Regions from separate parts of the Drosophila melanogaster genome. Here region 2 is linked to region 1. Evidence: chromatin contacts called from public Hi-C data. All regions are on one chromosome and are shown on one strand. Each heading gives the region's core, a stretch centred on a gene start, on an enhancer-like site or on the middle of the called end of the contact. The rest is flanking DNA. Distances are from core to core; before and after follow the strand shown.

Region 1 (4,391 bases), core at 1,879-4,378:
TATGTATATTATAAGCACTAGCCGGGCTTTCCCGACTACATTTTTTTCGGTTTATTTTAAGAGAGCAGTCTATTTCAAATGGCCACACGTGTCCACCTGGAGCCTCTTCAAGGACTCGCTTTGTGCGTTTGCGTGTGCGGGAATGTCCTGCGAGATTGTACGCCGAGGGTTCGGAAGTGAGTTTTTGGGCGATTGTCACGTGCCTTCGTTTAGTTTGCATATCGCATATCGCACATCGCACACGCACCCCCAGGGTTTTCGGTCAACTTTTGTGTGACTTTTGTGGACCCCCAGCTCCTCGGCTGATGTCATAAAGAAGTTGCCTTTTCTTTGCTCTCGACCTTTCAGCTTCCTCTTGCCACATTTCCTTTTCACTTTCGCTGGCCTTTCAACTTGTGTTCTGTGTTTTTAGACGGCTATTTTTGGAGGCTAATGACTGGTGAAAATACGGCCCGGCACTCTGATTGAATTCCAGCTGTAGAGCGACGAGAGCTCTTTCAAAAATCTGCAGCCCACGTGGCGTATGCGCAATGTTGACGGCTGTCTCTACTCTTTCCAACTGCAATTAACAGGGGCGCGGTGGGCGAAGCGGATGCAAAAAGGGGGAGTTGCAGCTGCTGGGCCACTGGATAAATGGGCGGATGGCATTTGTTATGCTCAGACCGGTGGCGCCGAACATTTGAGACAAAGTGGTCATCAGTTTATAAGCAAAATAGCTCTGCAAACTTAGTTTACTCAAATGTTGAAGTAATATGATATACAAATAAAAACATATTTCATTCAGTATTTCAAATGTACATATATAAATATATAAAAACAGATGTCATAAGAAACAAGTTTCATTTTGATATATATATATACATATATATATATTCCTTTTTTTTAAATAGTCTGGAATTGATTTTAGAACAAGTGTGTAAGTTAATAACCTTTTTAATTTAAAAAGCACCTTTTTCACGTTATTATGCAGGAAATTCTATTATGATCCCACTGTCCCTTCGCACAATGGGCAATGCCTCCTTTCGCCGCGAACCGCACACGTGTGTCCATTCATTTATTTGGCCAGCGATGGCATGTCCTGAGTGTCCTGGCCCAACATGTCCTTCGGCTGATGTCAGAGAAGCTTTTAGTGGCCACAAATCAGAGCGGGCGAAATTCTTTTGGCAAACAAACCGAGATTATTCAGTCGCCCCAGCTGCGCGAACAATGACGTTGTTTGCCTAGTTTTTACTGTGGGGGCGTGGCTCCAACTGCCTCCACTGCCACACGCATATAGAAATTCAAGCAACGCTCATTATGTTTTACCCCAGGGGCATTATTCATTTATGCATTGCCAAAGGCGCGTCAATAAAAATTTTCCCGCTCATTAATTTTTATTGCATACTTTTTGGGGCTAGAACAAAGTCCTCCGGCTGCTATGTGTATGCGTGTGTATTGGTTGTGTGTGTGTGTGTGTGTGTGTGTGTGTGTGCGTGTTAGCAATTAAGCCGAACAAGGCCACAATTTCAACCCTCAAGGGTTGGAAAGTTTAATTAAACGGAGCGGGCATAACGATTATGATCCCGAACGCCGAACACCGAGTTCCCAATTCCAAATTCCCGCTGTCCACCATAATGAGTCTGTCGCTGTTGCACTCTGCCAAAATTCGCCCTCCATTAATATCCCATTGAAGTTGCAACTAATTAAGCCCGACACAAACGGACGCCGCATAAATGGTTTCTCATTAAAAATTAATCGAAACACAAGAGCAGAAACTGTGCGGAGTGAAGTGAAGTGGACTGAAGTAAAGTGGCGTCCAGTGGTTGGGTGGACATTAAGGATCCATGGGTTTTCGTGCATGTTAAGCTCACTTTTGGCCCGATGCGATGGCCAAAATTGATGGCCAAAACGAAATGACAATACATCAAAAGACCACTTGTCGTAAATCATTCAAAATGAAGCCAATACGCTTGTCGCGTGCTTTATTTCACACTAGGTTTTATGATACTTTTTTATACCATTTTTTTTTTGTGATTCTTTGCACATACTTTTTCGTGGTAGTTTACGATTTTATACATAATTTTTGATGAATTTATTTATTTTTTTTGTTGCCTTCCTTGCGTGTCACACCAGTTTTTACGATAATATTATATTGTGCGTCAAATAATTAATATTAAGAAAAAGCAGTAGAATATTTGTTATATATGCAGTTTAATACTGTACTAAATCTGAGTTTTTCCCTAATTTTTTGGCATAATTGCTTACTTTTTGCCAGAGAAAATAAATAATAATAAAAAAATAAAAAATCATATCATATGCGCCTTAAAAAACTAACTCAGAATACAGAACAAGTGCAGGATGGATATGATTTATGGGGCTCACACTCAATTGCCATAATTTAGATGCAAACGACGGCGAGAAAGAGAGAGAGAGAGAGAGAGAGAGAGAGAGATGAAAGAGTGGAAAAAAGGGAAAATAAGTGACGATTGTGTGTGTGGGTCACGTTTTTCTACACAAAAAAAAACGAGGCAGGAAAAAGAAAAATGCATTCGAAATGAGAATGAAATGTAGGACGAAAGAAAAGGGGCGGAAGATGAAAAGAAAATTTCTAAAAGTTCGTGCCCATACAGGCTAGTTAGCTAAAGGAAATTTACGAAAAAAAACTACTGAAACTTAAGTCACAATGTAGGGGATTGAAAATTCTGCAGACGTTTGAAAACCTTTCGAAGAAAAACAACCTAATTTAACCTAATAATTTTAAAACACGCATACTTAATACCACATTTTTTAAATAGTTTTCAAAGTGACAGCACACAACTGTTATTATTTGCTATTACATCTGCAAAGTATTTATGTTTTCAAGAGGCTAATGAAATGCAGCCGCCGGGCCAATTTCGATTTCTGGCCAATTAATCATGGTGTCAATTAGTGAAATGGAAGCCTTCGTTATCAATTAGTGTGTGTCGCACGAAAATATTTACCCGGCCCCAAAATGCCGAGGATGGCAAAAGCGAAGGAGTTCAGCTGCAAGGCAGGATGCAGCAAGATGCAGCAGGACATTCGCAGATGCAGCGCGAGAGTCCTGCATCCTGCCGCTCCTTCTGCTTAACGAAATATGCAAATTGCCTAAAAGTATGCCACAGACAATGGCAGCAGAACAAACAACAGCATTTTGCAATTAGTGCAACTGTCAACAGGACATGGTAGGCGAAGGATGAATGTGGAAGGGCCGATTCCATCCCTATCTGGGTGTCCTACGCAGTGGGTGGTGGCCTGGTGAGCTGATGGCCTGATGGGCTGATGGGCTGGCTGACACGACAGACGAGAGCGCCATGACCAAATGCAAGGTCGTGGCCCATCAACGCCATTCACTTGAGACCTGGCTCTTCGGTTCTCGGTTCTGCATTCCGTTTCTCCGGTTCTCTGACCTGTCAGCCAGCTCATCATGTGGCCTAAGTGCCTTTTGGGATTCACTCGGCAGGGCGGCCGTATCATCCCGACCTCCTGACCCCTGTGCACTTGGGCTCAAGCTGGAACAGCAACACGACAGCAGCCACTTGATATTTGGACTTCAGCGCAGATAGTATAAGTTCAAAGCCAAAACAAAAGCCAAAAGTTTTCACAAGTTTCTTTTTCCTTATAATATCTGGAATCTGAAAGGGTTGTCCAATAATTGCTCGAAATTAACATGGGCATTTTTATTTGAAATGTTTAAGGGATTTAAGAAATTTATGCAGTCATAATAAGGAGGTTTATTATTCATTTTTTTTTTTATTATTCATTTTAACATGATTATTGTTCAGTACAGGATTATTGCATAAAAATGAAGAGAGATGAACTGAAGAAGACGTTAAAGCGGATTACTAAAACCTCTGCATTTGAGGGATTCATAATAATAACTATCTAAATAATTCGCTTTTTAGTTTACCTTAAAACGAATCCCTAGGTTCTTTAAAGTAAACCCGCAATATATTCTCTAGATTCTCTCGCCTTCTGTCTGAAACTTTTTGTGCTGAGTTTTATGACTGGTCGAGTCATGATTAATTTGGCTTTTTGTGTTTATGGCCAAACTTTAACTGGACTTGCTTTGGTTTAGCTGGCCTTTCTCCTGCTTTCTCTTTCCAAACTACCCATGTAGATATGTTTGCTTGTGTGCTTAATACCCTCCCCTTCATTTTGTTTCTTTGCAGGTAAGCTTGAAAGGACATCCTCAACCTTAGTTGGCCCAAAAGCTGCCTTGGCACAATTTCACGCCCCAGCTGGCCCGAAATCCACCCACCCCAGCCCCTCATCAGCCAAATGAAGGCAAATAGCAAATGGCCAGGGGGATGAGTTGGGCACGAAAAACAGCTGATGAAAGTACTGAAAACTCTAATTGAATTTCTTGTGTGCATGTGTGTAACTGTCGCCGG
Region 2 (4,725 bases), core at 421-2,920, 72 kb before region 1:
CCGCCGCTCTTGCTCTTGCTCGTCTTTAAAAGTGAGTCCCGGCGAATAGTGCCTCGTTTCTGGTTTATAATGATTCAACTATTCAATTATAATGTAGCGATGCAATTCCGCTGAATCGTGTCGCTTACTTATTCAGAAAAGTTCGAAATATATATACGATGGCGTTAGATGCTCAGATCTCAGATGTCCATACTGCAACGAAGCGCTTGGACAGAAAATCCTTTTATCGCACTCGGCGGAGTCCACTGCTCGAACGCCACAACAAACGCGGGTAAATAAGCAATAATTCGTTTATTCCAAAGTATGTACATATGTATGTATGTACATGCCGCGAATTCTTCATTAATCGCTATTATCATTTGACATTTTGTGATCAAAAATTAAATATCCCATCATTGATTATTCATTCATAATTACGACCTTAGATTTCCGACATACAGTTTAGTCATTCGGATAAAGGACGAAAAAGTTACAGTAAAATGAAATCGATGTCCGGATTTGAAGAGCCTAAAGATCAAGTTCAATATAAGAAGAGAGAGTCTAGCATATCAACACCATTCAGTTGCTATAGGGAGGATTCGCCAAGGTCCTCGTCCAGAGTTAAGTCTACCGGAAAGTACAGTTGCAACTGCTTCACAAAGGAACAGCCAAGAAAGTATGTTTCAAAGACTGCCGAAGAAATCAGAAGGACGGTTCGAGCGGAGATTGCAGAGATGGAGCAAAAGCAGGCAATGGCAGACAAAAATGGATGTGATTTTACTTTTTGCAAGCCACCGCAGAGTGGACGATTGTCATCTAATGAAGAAACCAAGAGTAAATCTAAAGATGAAGAGATTTTTACGGAGTCCGAGAAATTGATACTTAGCAAAATTGATTGGCGTACTACTGCCACCAATGATTTGTCTAATTCCGAGGTAATTTATTCGACGATAAAGCGCTTGCTGCGCGTATGTCTGAACAACAAGATAATCGAACTTGGGCTCCTGGATAGTCTGCATGATGCGATAGCACAATTCAAACGAGACAACTAATAGGATTCCTTTTTTATTTTTGTGTATATTTTTTATAATTAAATTTGGGGTAACAGGGGGGAAACATATTCGAATTGTCTTACTTATTGATATTGGGGAAGGAACTTCAAATTTAACGCTAATTCTTCAGGACATTTGAAGCTGAATGAATCGCGAATTCAGCAGTAATTTTATTTGGGGCTTTGATAAGAGAATCTAATTTAAATCTGGGGTACAGAAAGAAGATAGAATTGTAGTAACTTACAAACTTGGCGCCAAAGGGGCTCTTCCTTTGCAGCCGTTGGAAAAGCTTAAAGCTCAAAGCTCTAAGCTTGCGAATACCCAATAGACGAATGTGCAGCGCAGCGAATTCGCCAGAATGAATCGGAAAATGAACCTTCAGCGGGGGGGTGGCGGGTGAGGCGGAAAAGTTCGCGTCCGTGTGCGTGCGTATCTGTGTTGTTTTCCTTTTTCCTTTGCGTTTTTTTTTTGCATTGCCCTAGCATCTCTGCTTCGTTTTCGTTTTCGGAGGACGACGAAACGCCAACAAGTAGCAGTTCAGCATTCGACGCGTTCGCTTGCCAGCGGACACAGGACCAAATAAACGGGTCAACTTTCAGCGAAACGGTTGAGTTTCGAAAACGCCGAGTAACGGTTATCGGTTCGGTCAGTTCTCGAATTTTTTATTTTTGTTTGAGAGTGTTTCGCATGTGTAAAGACATCAGAAGCGCGCGGTAGAATTAAATTAATAAAATAAACTTGCACATTTAATTTCTTGTGGAAGTTCACTAACCAAAAACTCCCAAGGGTGAGCAAGAAAAATTAAAAAAAAAAAATATATATTGGAATTTTTAAATTGGTGGACAGTTGTGATCACATTATAGTAATATTATTCAATACTCGATTGATTTAAAAAGCTAGGAAATTTGAAACAAAAGTGCAACGAACACAATGCTATGAAAATGTGAAGTTCTTATTAGCCAAACTATTTATTTTTGCAGATGCATGTAAAACGAACTTAAAAACATAAAAAATTGATAATGATGCCTTTTAAAAGATTAATTTACTTTTTATGCTTAAATTGTTGTGATTTTGACAAATAAATAATGGACAATAAGTAAATATTGCTGGCCTGATGTTGAAAAACAACATTTTCAACAGCACATGGCGCAAAACTTTGCTCTATAGTTTTAAATTTACTGAAATACGCAACCATTTTAGACTAGCTTGTATGTCCTTTATGATTTCCCATTTACAAATTGTCAAACTTGGCAAAAACAGCTCAAAAACGGCAGCCTGCATACTTTATTTTGAATGCACTTTGAGGCTGTCACATAAACCGAACAAACAGGGGAATATACAAATGCATATTTATGGGTGGGGGCTGAAATTGCAGCCCTCGTAGCCCTTGTAGTGCACTCGCAGAAGATGTGGATCAGTTTTTGAAACAATATGTTTTTAGTTATATTTTATTTAGCTATGAATAGGAACTATATATTTTTGTGTTGGTCGATTGCACTGCGGGCTGTGCATGTGCAATTATGTGCCCTGTCCTTTTTTTTTTCAGTGTGCCACGCTTGAGTGCTTGTCGCGACCACTCATCATCTGTCATTGATTTGTTTTCCGTTCCATTTGCCCCCGCGACTCCTTGGACCGCCCCCTCCCCCCCCCCCCCTTGTAAGCTAATTAGAGAAGGGTCCAAGGATATTGTCATGTCCTTCAAAATTGATTTGCGGCTCTTCCGCTTATTGTGTTTGATTTCATGCACTTCTTCTGGCTGCCCTCGAAATTTATTTCGCTCGCCCGCCAAAAATGGCGAAACGCTCTTAAAGCTAAAAAGTGGGCGGAAATTGGGGAAGGGTGTTTGGGCGGAAGGACCTTATTGACAATGGAGCATTCTGCATTCTGCGCGCTCTGGAATGCCAAGAGTCGAGAGTCAAGAGCCATAAATTTGACGCCGCCAAGTCCTTTTGGCATCCATAGCAAACAAAATGCGTTAAGGCGGTGCGGGGCGGGGCGTGGCGGGGCGGGGGAAAATCATAAAGGAAAATTGTAGGGGCGAGGGTGCCGGGCTGATGCGGTCATTTGAGTGCCAGCAAGAGAAATGTGCAGCAAACAAAAATAATAATATTATTTTCATTATTAATCTACAGCTATTATTTGTCTCCCCATTTTCGCCAAAGGGTCTTCAATGCGTTTTCTAAAATTTTCCACGAGAAAATTTAAGTTTTATTCTTTGGACTGATGCAGATTCAGATTGATGCAGTACAGAGAAATCAATATACTTCATATAAGATATTGGCTAAAGTTATCTATATCTGTTAGTTTCTGTTCGCTATATTTGTATTTAAGAAGAAGAAAAGGCACATTCATTCAAATTAAATTAATAAAACTTACTCGTCGCCTTCTCCACACATTTATTTAGTTGATTAAGTCCCCAATCAATTGAATTCCCTAGTAAGCCTAAGAAAACCAAAAAATCCAAAAAACCACAACTTCAGACGACCGCAGTTTCTTAATTGGTTAAACCAAATTCCCTTTGACCTTCGTCGAGAATCGAAAAAAAAAAACCGAAAAATCAGTGGAAAAGGAGCGTTCGTTCCTTCTATTCAAATTATGTGCATGTATTTCACTTTCGTTTTCATTTGCGACTTTCTGTCGCTGGTTTTCTTGATTTAGACTCTTGTTTCGGCCGGATTTCTCTTTATGGCCAAAAACATTGGCCAGCAGTGCGGTCGAAATGCTCAATGTTGATGTGGCTGTTGTTTCGTGCTTGACAAACATTTTCATTTTCATTTTCATTTTCGCTGGCGATTCCTTGTTTCGGCAACTGCACTCAATTTTATAGCCTCTTCGCATTTTATTTAGTTGGCTATTTCATTTTTTCTGGCCATCCATAAGGGATGGGGAAATTTTCAATGGACCTCCCAGGGAATTTCGACGCCCCCAAAATGAGGCAGAAAACAAAAAAAATGGAAGTAGCTCCCTGTTATAATTTCATTTGCGGGCCCACATACATTTACATTTTTATTTCCTCCCGGACGGCTGCGACACAAAAAATTGTTTTCACCATGTTTTATGACTTTGGCCTAATGTTTTTGGTCTGATTTAAATGAGGTAATAGAAGTGGTCCAAAGTCGAGGTCAACGTTTTCCGATCCCCAGCGAACTGCGTGACACTTATACAAATTGCATTTATCATCTGGAGTTTTCGTCGACCATTTTTGACTTACGAACTTTCTCGACTCCAAAAGAAAATCTGCAAGGAAAGTGGAGCGCAGTAAACACATTGTCAGCAAACTAAAAAGGAGAGCATCCAGGCCCCACTACACTTCCTTTTATGCCGTGTGTTTTATGAGGGTTTATCCAGAGATTTCTGCACCCTAAGGCCACAAAAAAAAAAAAAAAAAAATCAGCAGGGACATACTACTTTGCATACAGCGGTGAATGAGTGAATAGCAATTTTAAATAAGATACCCAATAATACAACAAATTTAAAGATTTTATGCTTGTTAGATATTCATTTTTGTTAATAACTTGATATTGACACCTTTAAAATATTTTTTGATTTGTTTTTGAGAACCACAAATTTTTAATATTATTCTTATTTATACATTAACTTTTGAACACAACATATTTGCTTTGCCACATATGGTCACGTAACTACAATTTCGAACATATCTGTATCGGTTGTCCGAAATCAAGATACATGGCAA

The links. A called contact is a pair of places that touch in the nucleus more often than the background predicts.
Region 2: a Hi-C map of the Kc167 cell line shows a contact between it and region 1, with 2.0 times the contacts expected there. The contact joins the promoter of CG45002 here to the enhancer-like site in region 1. A contact is called at or near these places in 32 of 107 Hi-C or Micro-C datasets (the Clone 8 cell line, the Kc167 cell line, the ML-DmBG3-c2 cell line and 12 more).

The regions. Positions count from the first base shown.
Region 1 is chrX:16,993,833-16,998,223 of dm6, reverse strand. The region is part of intron 2 of CG45002; the gene reads left to right. Among named protein-coding and RNA genes, the nearest start is that of CG43996, 26 kb to the left of the region's middle. Within about 2 kb of position 3,128, at least 6 of the 39 cell types and tissues checked have an H3K27ac peak or open chromatin away from gene starts, as enhancers often do. A contact at or near this core is called in the Kc167 cell line and brain, where this site is marked.
Region 2 is chrX:17,063,677-17,068,401 of dm6, reverse strand. CG45002 reads left to right here and starts at 1,670. Exons shown (of 10, transcript NM_001298429.1): 1 at 1,670-1,818. CG43077 reads left to right here. Exons shown (of 3, transcript NM_001258795.1): 1 at 1-31; 2 at 98-271; 3 at 426-1,098. The coding sequence ends at 1,031.